2 separate regions of the Zea mays genome follow, and region 2 is linked to region 1. The links are chromatin contacts, called in public Hi-C maps. All regions are on one chromosome and are shown on one strand. The core of a region is the stretch at or near the end of the contact, and the rest is flanking DNA. Distances in the headings are between cores, read along the strand shown.

Region 1 (6,536 bases), core at 1,111-3,610:
TTGACCGGATGACTAGGATCTGGGACCCGGCTTGTTTGTTGTTTCTCATCTCAGCTCAGGCATTGGCTTGGCTGACTAAGCGAATGACGAGAAAGAGACTGGTTGCTGCTGGTCATATCATGCGTACCCTTGGGCCTTGGATAAGAGGTACCCAGTTGCAGAGCTGCGGCGTCAACATTGTACAACTGATGAATGAAGAATGAAATACTGACCTGGACCATCGCTCTTCGTAATCCGTTATTCAGTACGAGTAAGTATATTAAAAGTCGAACTCGAGTTGAACAACAATTCAGGGAGGGAACACAGGGCGTGTTTGCGAGACTGCTTGGCCAGCTCGGCTCGTTCAACTAGTTCAGGCTGAGGCTAGCCTGTCTCAGCTACTGCAACTTATTTTGTTTGCGCACTTATACCATACGAGCCTGGCTCAGACGAGCTGGTGTTTGTCACCCAGTATACAGCCGGGCTAGAAGACTAAAACTACCTAAACATGAAATACTTGCGCCACGAGCAGCCAGGCTCCCAGAAAACAGACCCTGATCTCGTTCCTGTGGAGCCAGGCTGAGAGGCTAAATTTGTACACGCACAGCTAGACTCCCAAGCAGGCCAGGCGACACAAACACGGGAGCTGCAGCCCGAGAGCGCAGCCAGACTGCTGGGCCATGGCGGCAAACACATCCACAACCGCTGCAGTTGGAACGCAAAAGGTTTCCAGGCGAGCAGAAGAAAATGCACAGCTACATCGTAGCATCACACACACACAAAACACTGCTACTACTACCAGTACGAGGTGGTGCTTGGGATAATTACAGAGGGGAGGAGGGTGCGTAGAAAACGAAGCAGGCAGCTGCCCGGCAGGAGTTCTTCCCCTGATCCAAGAACTGGAGAACGCGCCTGCCGGCTATAGGCCAAACGCCCAAACTAGGATGGAAATCGGCGCCCGGCTACTTCTAACCTCCCCGCCGCGAACTGATCCTCGTCGTCGTCATCATCATCATCGACATACTCTCTACTTATGCTGCCACAGACACACGCGCACAACATTCAGAAGAACGCAAACATGCCCTCTGCTAGCTCGGTTGTTGCTTATTGGCGATTGATCTGTTCTAACTCAGCGGTCCAACGAGCTGATCACCACCCTGCAAAGCGAACCAACCAGGGACAGAAGCTGTATCAGGAACATAAATCGTGACCTGCTAGCTTAGCTATGGACATGGTGTGCATCGAGGATTCGAGGTGGCGTGGCACGAGAGTACAAGAAGAGAAGCTTTGAGGCGAGAACGAACCAGTCGTAGACGGTGGGGCTCCTGGGCCCGACGGCCGGCTCCGGCCCGTCGGAGACCTTGGTTTTCCGGCGGAACCTCCTCCAGACGTCCGCCTTGGGCGGGGTAGCTGCGCCAAACACGCCAACACACAGAGGGTGAGGCTCAGCTCAGGCATGAGGCATATCGACCAGCTGTGCCTGTGCATCGTGCTTGCATGCACAGCTTTCTGATGAACGAACCCTTTGTTATCACAGCACCAAACGCACCAGCAAATGAATGTCTAGCTAGTCTGGGTGGTCCTGACAATCACACGGCAACGGCACCCTCCCCACCCAAGTTCCCACGAACCATCATCTGCTATCACGAAGGCATTGCGTGCTGTGCAGCGGCAGATCTGTGACTGCGTCGCGCTTAAGAGGGCGTAGAAGAAAAAAAAACAACGTGAATAGAACGTCAAAATTTATATACTTTTTTTCCATCCCTTTTACTGCCCCCATTTCGTCGGAGATCCAGTCCTGCGCTGCTGCGCAGCAGTGCGCAGACATAACTAGAAACAGAAACGATTTGTAGCCCAAGAACGGGGCGGCGAGGCGACCAAAAACAGAGGGAGCCCACCTGCGGCGAGCGGCGAGTCGGGCGTGCTGGCCGGGGAGGACGGGACGGAGGAGGAGCTGTAGGACTCGACGGAGAGCGACGGCGGGCGGGCGATGGTGATGCTGCGCGTCACCGCCGGCGCCGGCGCCGGCGCGGGAGCCAGGATGGACGACGACGAGGAGGAGGAGGGGGAGAAGGAGGAGTACTTGCGGAGCTTGCCGAGGCCGGAGTCCGGTCGCGGGCCGGCCACCGTCTCGTCCCAGAGCTGATCGAGGAGGCCCATTCCGGCCACCACCAGACCCGGACGGACGCGATTGGTTGGCTGGCCCCTGCGTGCCTTGGACGACGTATGCGCTGCGCGCGCGTCGCGTTGTCTTGTCACGTCGCGGCGAGTGAGGGACGGACGAGAGAGAAGAGAAGACGGGCTTGGGTTGGCCCGGCTGCCGTGCCGTGCCGTGCCTGGATCTGGAGCAGTTGTGGGTGGGGCGGATGACGATCCCTCTGTTCTTCTCTCGGGAACGGTGGACTGGGGAGGGGATTTTATAGAGAAAAAGGAGGTGAGGACTGACTGAGGAGCGGACGGACGTGAGAGGATTCTGCCGAGATATATTGGGGCCGCTGGTGTAAATTTGGATAAGGGTACCTACCAAGCTCATCTTCTTTTCACCTCTCTCCTCATTCTTGGCATGCATCGGCTCCGTTAGACACGGCTAGGCTGTCCATGATTTACTTTTTTCTTCTTCTTCTTTTAATTCCTCGCTTTACATATAACGTTTTGGTGTTTTATTATTATCTGCTGGTTTTGCTTCGCAGGTCAACTCCTTCCGGATAGGGATGTAATATGGTTCGGAAAATATCCGTCCGGATCTAGATTCGAAGATGATGAACACTGGTTTGGATAGAATTTTTGGATATTTGGACTTTTTTCGGATAACGGATACGAATACGGATATTCTGTTCGGATATCGAATTCGAATACGATATGTCTGATATCCGTCGGATATCGAATATCTGGATATTTTCTCGGATAAGTCTTCTCGAATATTTGGATATCTTATCCGAATAGCTGTGTGCATGCTGTTCATTTTTTTAGAAAAAAATTAATAATACACAAATAGCCTCAAAAATTCGTGAAAAATTTATGTCCTATTTTAGGCGGTATATGTCCTATTTTTGGCGGTCGCTTACCGTCAAACATAATTTAGCCGAAAATAAAATGTTATTTTCTCCCATCATTCGCCTTTCAGATATTTGTACCCTAGCGTCCACGTAATTCAAACGTGCCAGCGTCCACGTACTACTGGGATAAGATACGTAGCTCTCCTCTCAGGCCATTGTGTAATAATTTGTAAACACGCCACCGCAGTGGGCCCGTGTCCCGTCACGAAATCATCAGCTTGCTGATCCACACAGGACCTCGACGACCCCAGCTTTGCCTTCGCCTTTAGAAGAAATCAAGAAGAGAAACCAAAAACATGGAACATCAAAATTAAGGCTCGGAAACGTCTCTAGAAAGCACAAACAAATACGTACTACCATCGTTCTCGAATATTTATCCCTTATATCAATTCACTTTTGAACTAAAAAGTATGTGCATCAATCTGATGTGTGCTTTAAAAAAAAACGCAGGATATGTTGCCAAGATGATCTTGGCGGAACACACAAAGCATGCAAAGATGGTGACCGTACTTATTGGTGTACGCATATATAATGGGCTGCGCAGAAGCACATGCAGTTAGGTAAGCTAAGCTCGAGCACGGGCAGCTTTGTTTTCCAGCTCATTTGGTTGTGTACGTAGTGGGAGTGGGACCGAGGCCAAAAAGGTGCTCAAATCAAATCATCTGAGCATGCATGTGGGCGACGGGCCCTAATGTTCATGCCATGCGCGCGCAGTGGTCTGATGATTAGGTAGGTTTGTCATCTTTCGCTAATCAGATGTCAGCGTGGACGAAGGAAACACCTATTTACCATAATTAAATAATACTTAATACAAACATGGCCTTAGTTGATTCATCTCGCAAATTAGCCACACCTTGTCCAATTAGTTTTATACTTAACTATTTAGTCCCTCTAATTAACATTTGAACGTCCAAGTATATTATGTCACTAATTAACATCTCTAACAAGGTGCCTTAAAATAGCGTCCTAAAAACTAAAACACTACATTAAACTGTTCATAGCACTAAAAATAAATTGAGCTCCAACATGTAACTCCTAAATAATTTATTTTATGAAAGAAATTGCAGTAATAGAAAAGAAAAGTCTGAGAATGATGTAGAAAACAAGGATACACTACAACACTTGTGACCTTCTGTGACGTTCTCTTTATGTCACCAAACTTTGAATTTATGTCACTTTTTGAAATTTATGACATCTCCATGACGAAAATCACTTCGTCACCTATCATGCGTGGCATTGCATGATCTATGACGTTTCATGTTCTTTCGTCATAAATTTAGTGACATAATATATGTTGTCATAGTTTTGTGACATGCTATTTTCGTCACTAACCATCATTAAAAAAACGCCACATCATGCTTACACGTAGGATAGAAAACGTCATAAAATTAAACATGCGAATGACATGGCATGACTGGGATCTTACGTGGCATCTATGCTTATGACAATTTTATTCGTCACAAAATATTTGGTCGTAAGCCAATTTGTTTCACTATTTTTTTTGCATTTTTATTTTTTAATTTGGTAGCCCAGCGCATAGACATTGCATCCATTTTATTTTACCCTATTTTTGTCTTTTTATTTTTAAATCTGTAACCAAACGTTGTTAACAGGCGTAGAAACTATAGCGCCCTACTGGAACCAGCGTTGGGTTGCACCAGCCAATTTGTTTCACAAATCACAATGTATAAGCAAAATCCATTGTAATTAAACAAACAATAAATGACCATCAAATATACTTAGCAACATATTATTATAGATATCATTTATCAAAAACTAAATCCTTCAAAATTTTCAATACTAGCATCATGTTTTATCACCAACTTCACGTAGAGTGCCGAGGACAGTACCAAAAGAACATAGCAAAATAAAAAATGACATTTTTCATCACACTAGCTACAAAGGATAGTACCAAAAGAACAACAAAATAAGGGTCATATAGTAGCAAAGGGCCAAACAAAAATGAATCGACCAACTACTTATTGAGGCTAAAGAGAAGACGAAGGAGAGCATTGGTCTCATCTGCTCCTTTTTGCAGATCATTAATCTTTTCTAACTCCTTATCCCTTGCTTGTTCTGATTCTTCTACCTTTTTCTTGAGGGCATCTAACTGAGCTCTAACTTCTAATGTATTTTGCTTCTCTGATTCAAGTTCTGCCTCAAGGTCGGCCACACGTGTAGGATCTCCACCATTGCCGCTTTTCTTTGTGGCAGGTACAAGACCAATATTTTGAAGAAATTTTGATGAAGCAAACACTTGAACAACTGCTTCTATAGGGGTATTGGATTCTTTCCCTTCTACTCCAGGTCCAACCACAAGTGATTCCATTGTGTCCTGTGAATGAGGAGGTTTAAAAATAAGACAAGAGGTGATAAAATGAAACCAAAACAAGCAATATCATATCAAAATGCATAAGTCATCTCTATTATACAAGTAGCACATCATCTCTTTTATACAAGTAGCAATGTAGCATTCTGCCTAGTATATGTCATCTATTATACAAGTCATGTTCCTATAAGTAGAATTGCTCAAGTGTTCTCTATTATACAAGTAGCAATGCTAGTTGTATAATACAGGGAAGTGTTCGCTATTATACAAGTCATCTCTATTATACAAGTAGCATTGTTCCTCACCTATCGAAATGCACAAGTAGCATTGTCATCTCTATTGTACAAGTCATCTCTGCCGTTTTGTTGCTCTCTATTATACAAGTAGCATATCATTTATATTATGTAGGTAGCATATCAAAATACGTTGTCATTTCTGAGCCAACAGAGTTACTTAATTTTTTATTTAGAACACTAAACTAATTCATAAGAGAATAGTATGCATGGATTTATGTTTGATTCAGCTGAACAGAACAACACACAAGGATAGATGAACAGAATAAATGTTTGATTCAGCTGAACAGAACAACACACTTGGATAGATGAACATAATAGATGTTTGATCAAAACAGAACAGAAAAGTTCCTTAATAAGATGTACCTAGAACAGAATAGAGCAGAACAAATGTTTGATTTGGAATAGAACAATTCCTTAATTCAGAACAAAACAGTACCCAAAATAGTATGCATGGTCCAAGAGTGATGCTTCCATATAGATACAATGTTATACAGAAAAAGGAGCAAGCATGGTTTTATACGGTTATTTGAAATCAATGAACAACACTACAACAACATTATCTAAAATCAATAAATAAAACTATAGTTGAAAAGGGAGCATTCACTTACAATTGCTTCCTTTACAGGCTCAAAAAACCAGTCTTGCTGCTACAATGGCACTCTTTAAAAAGATCAATCGCAGTTGGTGGGGCATCTCCATATTTGGCTTGCTTCTAAAATACATGCAAACAATTTCTAAATGTAAGCTTGGAACATAATGATAGGTGATGAACACACGTTATTTATGTATATTACCATGGCATGCAAATGTGCAATGTAACTCCGAGATCCTGTCTTTTGCTGGAACAGAACTTTGCCACGAATCACTTTGTTGTTC
Region 2 (6,536 bases), core at 2,359-4,858, 170 kb after region 1:
GTGGCGATGGAAGTCTTCGCAAACCATGGATAGCGCTCAAATACAAGAATTGAGTATGGCTAGTGTTAGTCATAGTCTTGTAATTTTGTTCCTTTGAGTTAGTATCACTATTCATGCAACAGTTCTTAATTGTAATAATCGACTTGTATTGGTTGTACACATTATCATGCTAAAGCCGGAACTCTTGTTTGCATTATAAAAAAAAAGTAGTAGTAGACAACAAATAATCCCAAGTTGCCGGTCGCCTTCTCTTCCCCTGTCGCCACCGTCACGCGCCCCGGATTAGGCCGGTCGGCTGGAGGCAAGTTGCAGAGCTAGGCGAGACCGAGCGCTGTGGAGCGTTCTTGCCCTGCCGGTCCTTCACAGCTTGCGCGGACCGGACTGTGGGCCAGTCGGATCCGAGAGGCTTCTACCGACGCCGTGGTGTGTGCGCTTTTCGCCTTGAACTGGCCCTGCAGCGCAGCGCAGCCCAGCGCGGGCGGGGGTCCGTCCGAGTCCGATGGGACCGCCCATGTTGCCGCGGGTGGAAAAAGGGCGAACAGGTTTCGCCGCCCGCTGACTTACGGTCCGTGTCACGAGTACGCGAAAAGGTTGTGCAGGAACTCGCTCATCGTCACGTCAGGAGATGCCCCGGAACGCTGCCGCAGCGCACCGCGGCAACTTGCGCCTCTCCTCGCGTCACTTTTCCGAGATGCTTCGCTTCACTGGCCGTCGACGTTGGCCGCAGGTCGCTGCCGTCTTAGGCCTTGTTCGTTTGTGCCGGATTGGTGGGTCAGAACGATTTCGAACCGGATTGCTTCTCTAATTTATATAAACTTTGATTAGCTGGAACGATTCCGGATGCAATCCGACACAAACGAACAAGGCCTTAGGGACTTTGTTTCGGCTTCTTCTAATCGGTTCCTAACCACCAGAATCAGCTTCTAGCACTCAAACGTTTCGCTTCTTGGTCTTTTTTTTTTGAGAATCGGTCCGTAAAAATTGTCCAAATCGACATAAATACAAAATCCGTGAGTCGGAGCAACGAAAAAAAAATCCTTTCTAAACCTTTTCCCCCCTTGAAATAGAATGATTACATCCTTATATATACGCGGATGGACATATTAAGAGCTATGTCTTCATCAAAATGCGCATATTTGCTTTTGTGTGGTAGCCATCGAGGAACTGGATGAGTGGGAGACGATGGACGGTGGCATTAGGCACTACATGACCATCATTGAGGAGTTGCAACTGTGTGGGGTTGCCTAGAGATCAGGACGAGAACAATCCTCGCGCGGATACTAATAAGGAGCTCTTCGTCTTATTGTGTTGATCCCACTCCCCCTCGACTAGATGAGGACCTTGCTACCAACGTTGCGCAACTCCTGCTTAATTTTATTTTATTTTTTATCTGTAGTTATGTGTTTGTGATATGTGAATGTGTTTTTGTCTATTGTTATTTTGTAAATTTGAATTTTGGATTTGAAATATTGATGTTTTCCGGTCGGTGAAGTAGTTTCACACGTATATAGTATCCCTAGGGACACTAGTATGCTAGTCTGTGATGCCTATTGCCAATGACATAAGGCTATTTCCAACAGATCTCGTGTATATAGTAGTGTAAAATAATGTTTAGCATTATATATAACACCGTTTGCAGAGTGAAGTTTAAAATAGGAGGTGTGACAGAGGATGAGATAGGAGAGCTGCTGGAGATAGCCAAATACGGCACGACCTGGAGGATATGGTGCCGTACCTGGAGGATATTTGCCAAAAAAAAAACTTTTTTTTTGCTGTTTAGCATATGCCTCTCATACGATGGCCATTACTGAGCACTCCATTTATTAGTACCCACGAAGAATTTCTTTATAGCAATCATGCAGGGATTTTACAGAGAACACGCTGGAAATTTTGCAGCGAACCTGAGATGGTAAAAACAGCGTTCATGCGTGTGTGCGTACGGCCGCCTTATGGTACCATTCTGGCGACTGCCGTGCCGATCTACAGTAGTAGCTACAACTCGGAGCATGTACTTGAGCGTGCAGCACTGGCAGCCTCGTCGCCGTCGCAGGTCGCTGTCCTGGGCTCCTGGCCAGGTATCGGTACCTCGTAGGTCGTAGCTTATCTGGAACAGGAGTAGCTGGACCGACCTATTCGCCGCAGTGTCCTGTCTATTTCCTCCCAGCAGGCCTACTCTTGGAAGCCGACTTCCCAGCTGCGTCGTTCTGCTGCGACCAAGAAACACGCACGGTACTTAAAACCCAGCAGCGATTCTACAGATGAGAGTGAGATTAACAAATTACAGCGAACAAGAAGAGCCCCGCCTCGCCGATCTCGAGCCACTCGTCTCATGAACCCTGCTGGCGCCTGGCGGGCGATCATGTGGCCCACGCAATTTGCACGACGTAAATAAATAACGCCGCTGGAAAGCGACGCGGAGGTCGACGGCCGGACGGACCCGGCCGGCCTGTCACCGTCGCCTGGCCTGGCTACAAGCAGGCGACAGGCGTGGCCCAGGTCCAGGTCCAGGAGCATCTACGCTACGCCGACGAGAACGCCGAGTCCTAGGCAGCTAGCTAGCTAGCGAGGCGACCGAAAGGAAGCAGAGCCGCGTAAGAAGGATACCCACCGGCGAGAAGGACGACGGCGACGGCCTCAGGAACAGCTCCTCGAACTGCCGCTGCAGGTCCTCCAGGCTCTCCCCCTTGCCGTTGTCCTGCGCGTGAGCGAAATGTGCACGTCGTCAAGATTAGTTCTGTGTGGAGGATAGATCGTTTCGATAACGGCTGCTGACTGAGTTCTTACGGCGGCAGGGCCTGCCTGGCTCATGGCCTCGAGAATGTCTCCGAGGATCTCCCCGGCGCCCTGCCACACGTGGAAAATTAAACAAACACTCTCCTGCCAAACTGGGAAAATGCAGATGCAAATGCGCATGCCGTACAACGTACGTACGTCATCGTCGCCTTCGCCGTCGTAGGCCCCGACGTCATACAGGATCCGCTTGTTGGGGTCCGACAGGACTGGCCAGGTCAGTTAAAAACCACATCACCAAATAAGTGCAAGCTGCAAAATATACTTGGCCGACGACTACGTGTACGTACATACATGACAATTCTCTTAAAAAGAGCTACCCAACCTACAAGCAAAAGTAACGCGTAGAGTCGAGTATGATTCAAAATGGAAAGCGGATTAGTTACCGGCGTACGCTCCCTGGATCTTCTGGAACCTGGCCTTGGCGGCGTCCGCGCCGCCGCCGGAGCTCCCTGCGCCGGCGCACTTGTCCGGGTGCCATTTCTGCCCACCAGCACGGGGCGGTAACAACACCAGTCAGCACTCAGCAGAGCAGCCGGGTCGTCGGGTTTACGACCGAAACAGAGCAACCGGCGGACAGGGGAAGCAGTCAGTAACAGAATCAGGGGTGGCGAGGTCACCGTCACCGACCATGGCGAGCTTGCGGTAGGCGCTGCGCAGCTCGGCGTCGGAGCAGTCGCTGGCCACGCCCAGCGCCGCGTACAGGCTACTCTTGCTACCTCCTCCGCGTCCGGCCATCGCGAGCAGCGGCAGACGTTCGACGAGGAAGGAAACCAGCCTTGCTGCCTGTGCCTGTCGCTGCGAGCTCGAGCCGTGGGTGCAGTGCTGCGCCGGCGCATGCGCGCTACTTATAGGCGCGGCGCCGAGTGTGGCAGGCTAGCAAGGGGGCGCGCGGCCCGACCGTGCGCTGCATCTGCACCAGGAATCCGGGGTGGAGCAAGGGGGGCAACTTGCGGCTCGCGCGCTCAGCCCGGGGATATTTTTAGGCCGCGCGCGATGCGACGCGAGGGCGTGCGTCAGCCAGCGACCAGCGTCGCCAGCGTGAGCCTTCGTGTGGCGTGCGTGGCCGTTGCGTCCGCCGTCCGCGCCCAGCTGAAGGGCCCTGTCAGTGGCTGTTCCCTCACTCACTGAGCCACCGGTGCAGTGCAGCACGTCGCCTGCGGACGGCGGCGGAGCTAAGAGCGCATGCACATTGGACGCATCTTCTGCCTTGACGTAGTACGTTTGGCTTGCGCCCGCTCGGGAGGGATTGTAGGGGCCAATGGTAGGTGCGGCGTGGAGATGAAAGGTGCAGCGTACATTCCTCGCCTCCAGGAAACGCAGGCCAGCAGTAACGTTACAAGTTCAATGGATGTCCAGCTCTTCGAGGATCACCCTGCAGCAGCAGCATAGAACCTATACTCAACCTATCGCGTCACTGCTCGAATCCAACTCTTTACCGAATGGTTTCTATCGGTTACTCGACAAAGAAGTCTTTACCGAGTGACGCATTCGATAAAGTTCCACTCTCGATAACGATTACGTTTACCGGGAGCAGGACTCTCGGCGCAGGAAGGTACTCGACAAAGACATCTTCGCCGAGTGCCAAACCCTCGACGAAGAAAGTCTACGTTTGGCAAAAGGTTGTTAGCAACCGTCTATAGGTGACGGTCGTTACCTTTGCCGAGCGCCGAACTTTGGCACTCGACAATGAAGCTACTTTGCCGAGTGTCCCGCCCGTGACACTTGGCAAAATATATTTTATTTTTTTTCTTTTTCCAACTAAACTTTTTGTGGTACGTTACTACACTATGTAGACTTACATGTTCTATTTTTGCACAATTATAAAAGTGTTTGTTATAACTCTTAGATTTAGTTCGTTTAATTGAATTTCTTCGGAAAATTCAGATTTGAACTGCAAGTCACTCGAAACATGAAAAACCGTGCATGCAAAAAATGATATTCATGTTATTTAGCAAAGGTTACGCCGACAACGAGTTTTGCCCTCGTCAACCCCGCCCTCACGATGCCCCGGCGCAACGGCATGGCGGGCCCCGCCCTCGCTTACCTCGGCGTTGGCATGGCGGCAGGACTGCCCCTTCCCTCTAGAGATAGCAACGGAGAATTTCCCCATAGGGTTTTAGCTCCCCATCCGCGCGACGAAAATATTTCTGGGGATCTCCACGAATGCTTGTGGGGGACATTTCTTCTCCATATCCATTCCCCGCGGGGATAAATCCTGTCGGGGATCAGCGGGTCCTCACTTAAATTATAATTAGGACATACTTCATATGTTATTAATGCAAAATATTGTCACTTATACACATTGTCAGATGTAAGAAATCATTATACGTACATCAAAATAAATACATTTGTATAATAAGTGATCCTTTGACAAGTTAATTATTTATATCTGTACTATATTTAAGTCTCGGTTTCTTCATGCATGCATCCACTCTCCGCGCGCGCCCGACGATTCACACGTGAGCAGTGCTAGGATTTGATCCTGCACCCCCTTTAGGGTCTATTCCGTTTGAGATAGATTGAATGGGATTGTAGGGGATTAAATCCTCTCTTATTTAAATTTATATAGGAGGGGATTTAATCCACTTTAATCCCTCTCAATTCACCTCTAACCGAATAAGCTCTCAGCAGGGACAGGATGGGTTTGATCTCTACAACTCTTGTGTGTTTGTCTTGTATTGAAGGAAGATACTATATATACAGACATTAATTATTGGAAAATAAAAAATAATTACGGGTGAATAAATATCAGGGTTAAGCAAATATTATCAATATGATATATAAAAACATTACATGGATCAAATCTTGACCGCTTGAATACATGCTCCCCTCATCATCTAACCACTTGAGCTCCTTATTTTTATAGAAAGCGTTGGGTTGGAGTTGAAGGCGAGACTTAAATACACCCAAAGTCGTTCGACAACAGCATAAATGTATGTAGTCAACAGGCGCACCCTCGACTCACCCGAGGTCCAACTCGGGCAGGCTTCGCAGTGAAGCAACCTTGGCCAGATCGCCTCGCCAACCGACCATATCGCAGGAGCATTCAATGCAAGGATCGCCTGACACCTTATCCTGACGCACGTTCCTCAGTCGGCAGGGCCGAAGTGACCGCAATCACTTCGCCCCTCCACTGACTGACCTGACAGGAAAACAGCGCCGTCTGCCCCGCTTCGACTGCTGTGCCACCCGCCAGGGTGAGGCTGACAACAGCTAGGTCCCGCCTCAGGCGCAACAGGAGGTCTCCGCCTCGCCCGACCAAGGGGCTCGGCCCCCGCCTCGCCCTCAGAAGGAGGTCTCCGCCTCGCCCGACCCAGGGGCTCGGCCCCCGCCTCGGCCTCAGTAGACGGTCTCCGCCTCGCCCGACCCCAGGCTCCGCCCCCGCCTCGGCCTCGGAAGGTGGACTCCGCCTCGCCCGACCCAGGGCTCGACCTCGACCTCGACCTCGGAAGGTGGTCTCCGCATCGCCCGACCCCAGGGCCTGGCCTCAACCTCGACCTCGGGCGAAATCGCGTCCTCGCCCGACCCCGGCCTCGGCCTCAGGAGGAGTCTCCGCCTCGCCCGACCTTGGGCTCGGACCGACCACGCCACAGGGGGGATCATCATTACCCAACCCCTAGCAAGCTCAGGCTACGGGGAACAAGACCGGCGTCCCATCTGGCTCGCCCCGGTAAACAAGTAATGATGGCACCCCGCGTGCGCCCATGACGACGGCGTTTCTCAGCCCCCTACGGAAGCAATGA

Evidence for each region. A called contact is a pair of places that touch in the nucleus more often than the background predicts.
Region 2: a contact with region 1 is called in a Hi-C map of bundle sheath, with 2.3 times the contacts expected there. The contact joins the promoter of LOC100192597 here to the promoter of LOC100192502 in region 1. A contact is called at or near these places in 5 of 25 Hi-C or Micro-C datasets (bundle sheath, ear, endosperm and 2 more).

The regions. Positions count from the first base shown.
Region 1 is chr1:213,746,018-213,752,553 of Zm-B73-REFERENCE-NAM-5.0, forward strand. It overlaps LOC100192502, which reads right to left and starts at 2,361. Exons shown (of 3, transcript NM_001322109.1): 1 at 1,878-2,361; 2 at 1,284-1,389; 3 at 525-1,136. The coding sequence starts at 2,139. The coding sequence ends at 1,109.
Region 2 is chr1:213,911,021-213,917,556 of Zm-B73-REFERENCE-NAM-5.0, forward strand. LOC100192597 (chaperone protein dnaJ) reads right to left here and starts at 3,609. Exons shown (of 6, transcript NM_001137812.2): 1 at 3,421-3,609; 2 at 3,177-3,273; 3 at 2,932-2,999; 4 at 2,785-2,844; 5 at 2,609-2,695; 6 at 1,824-2,204. The coding sequence starts at 3,528. The coding sequence ends at 2,151.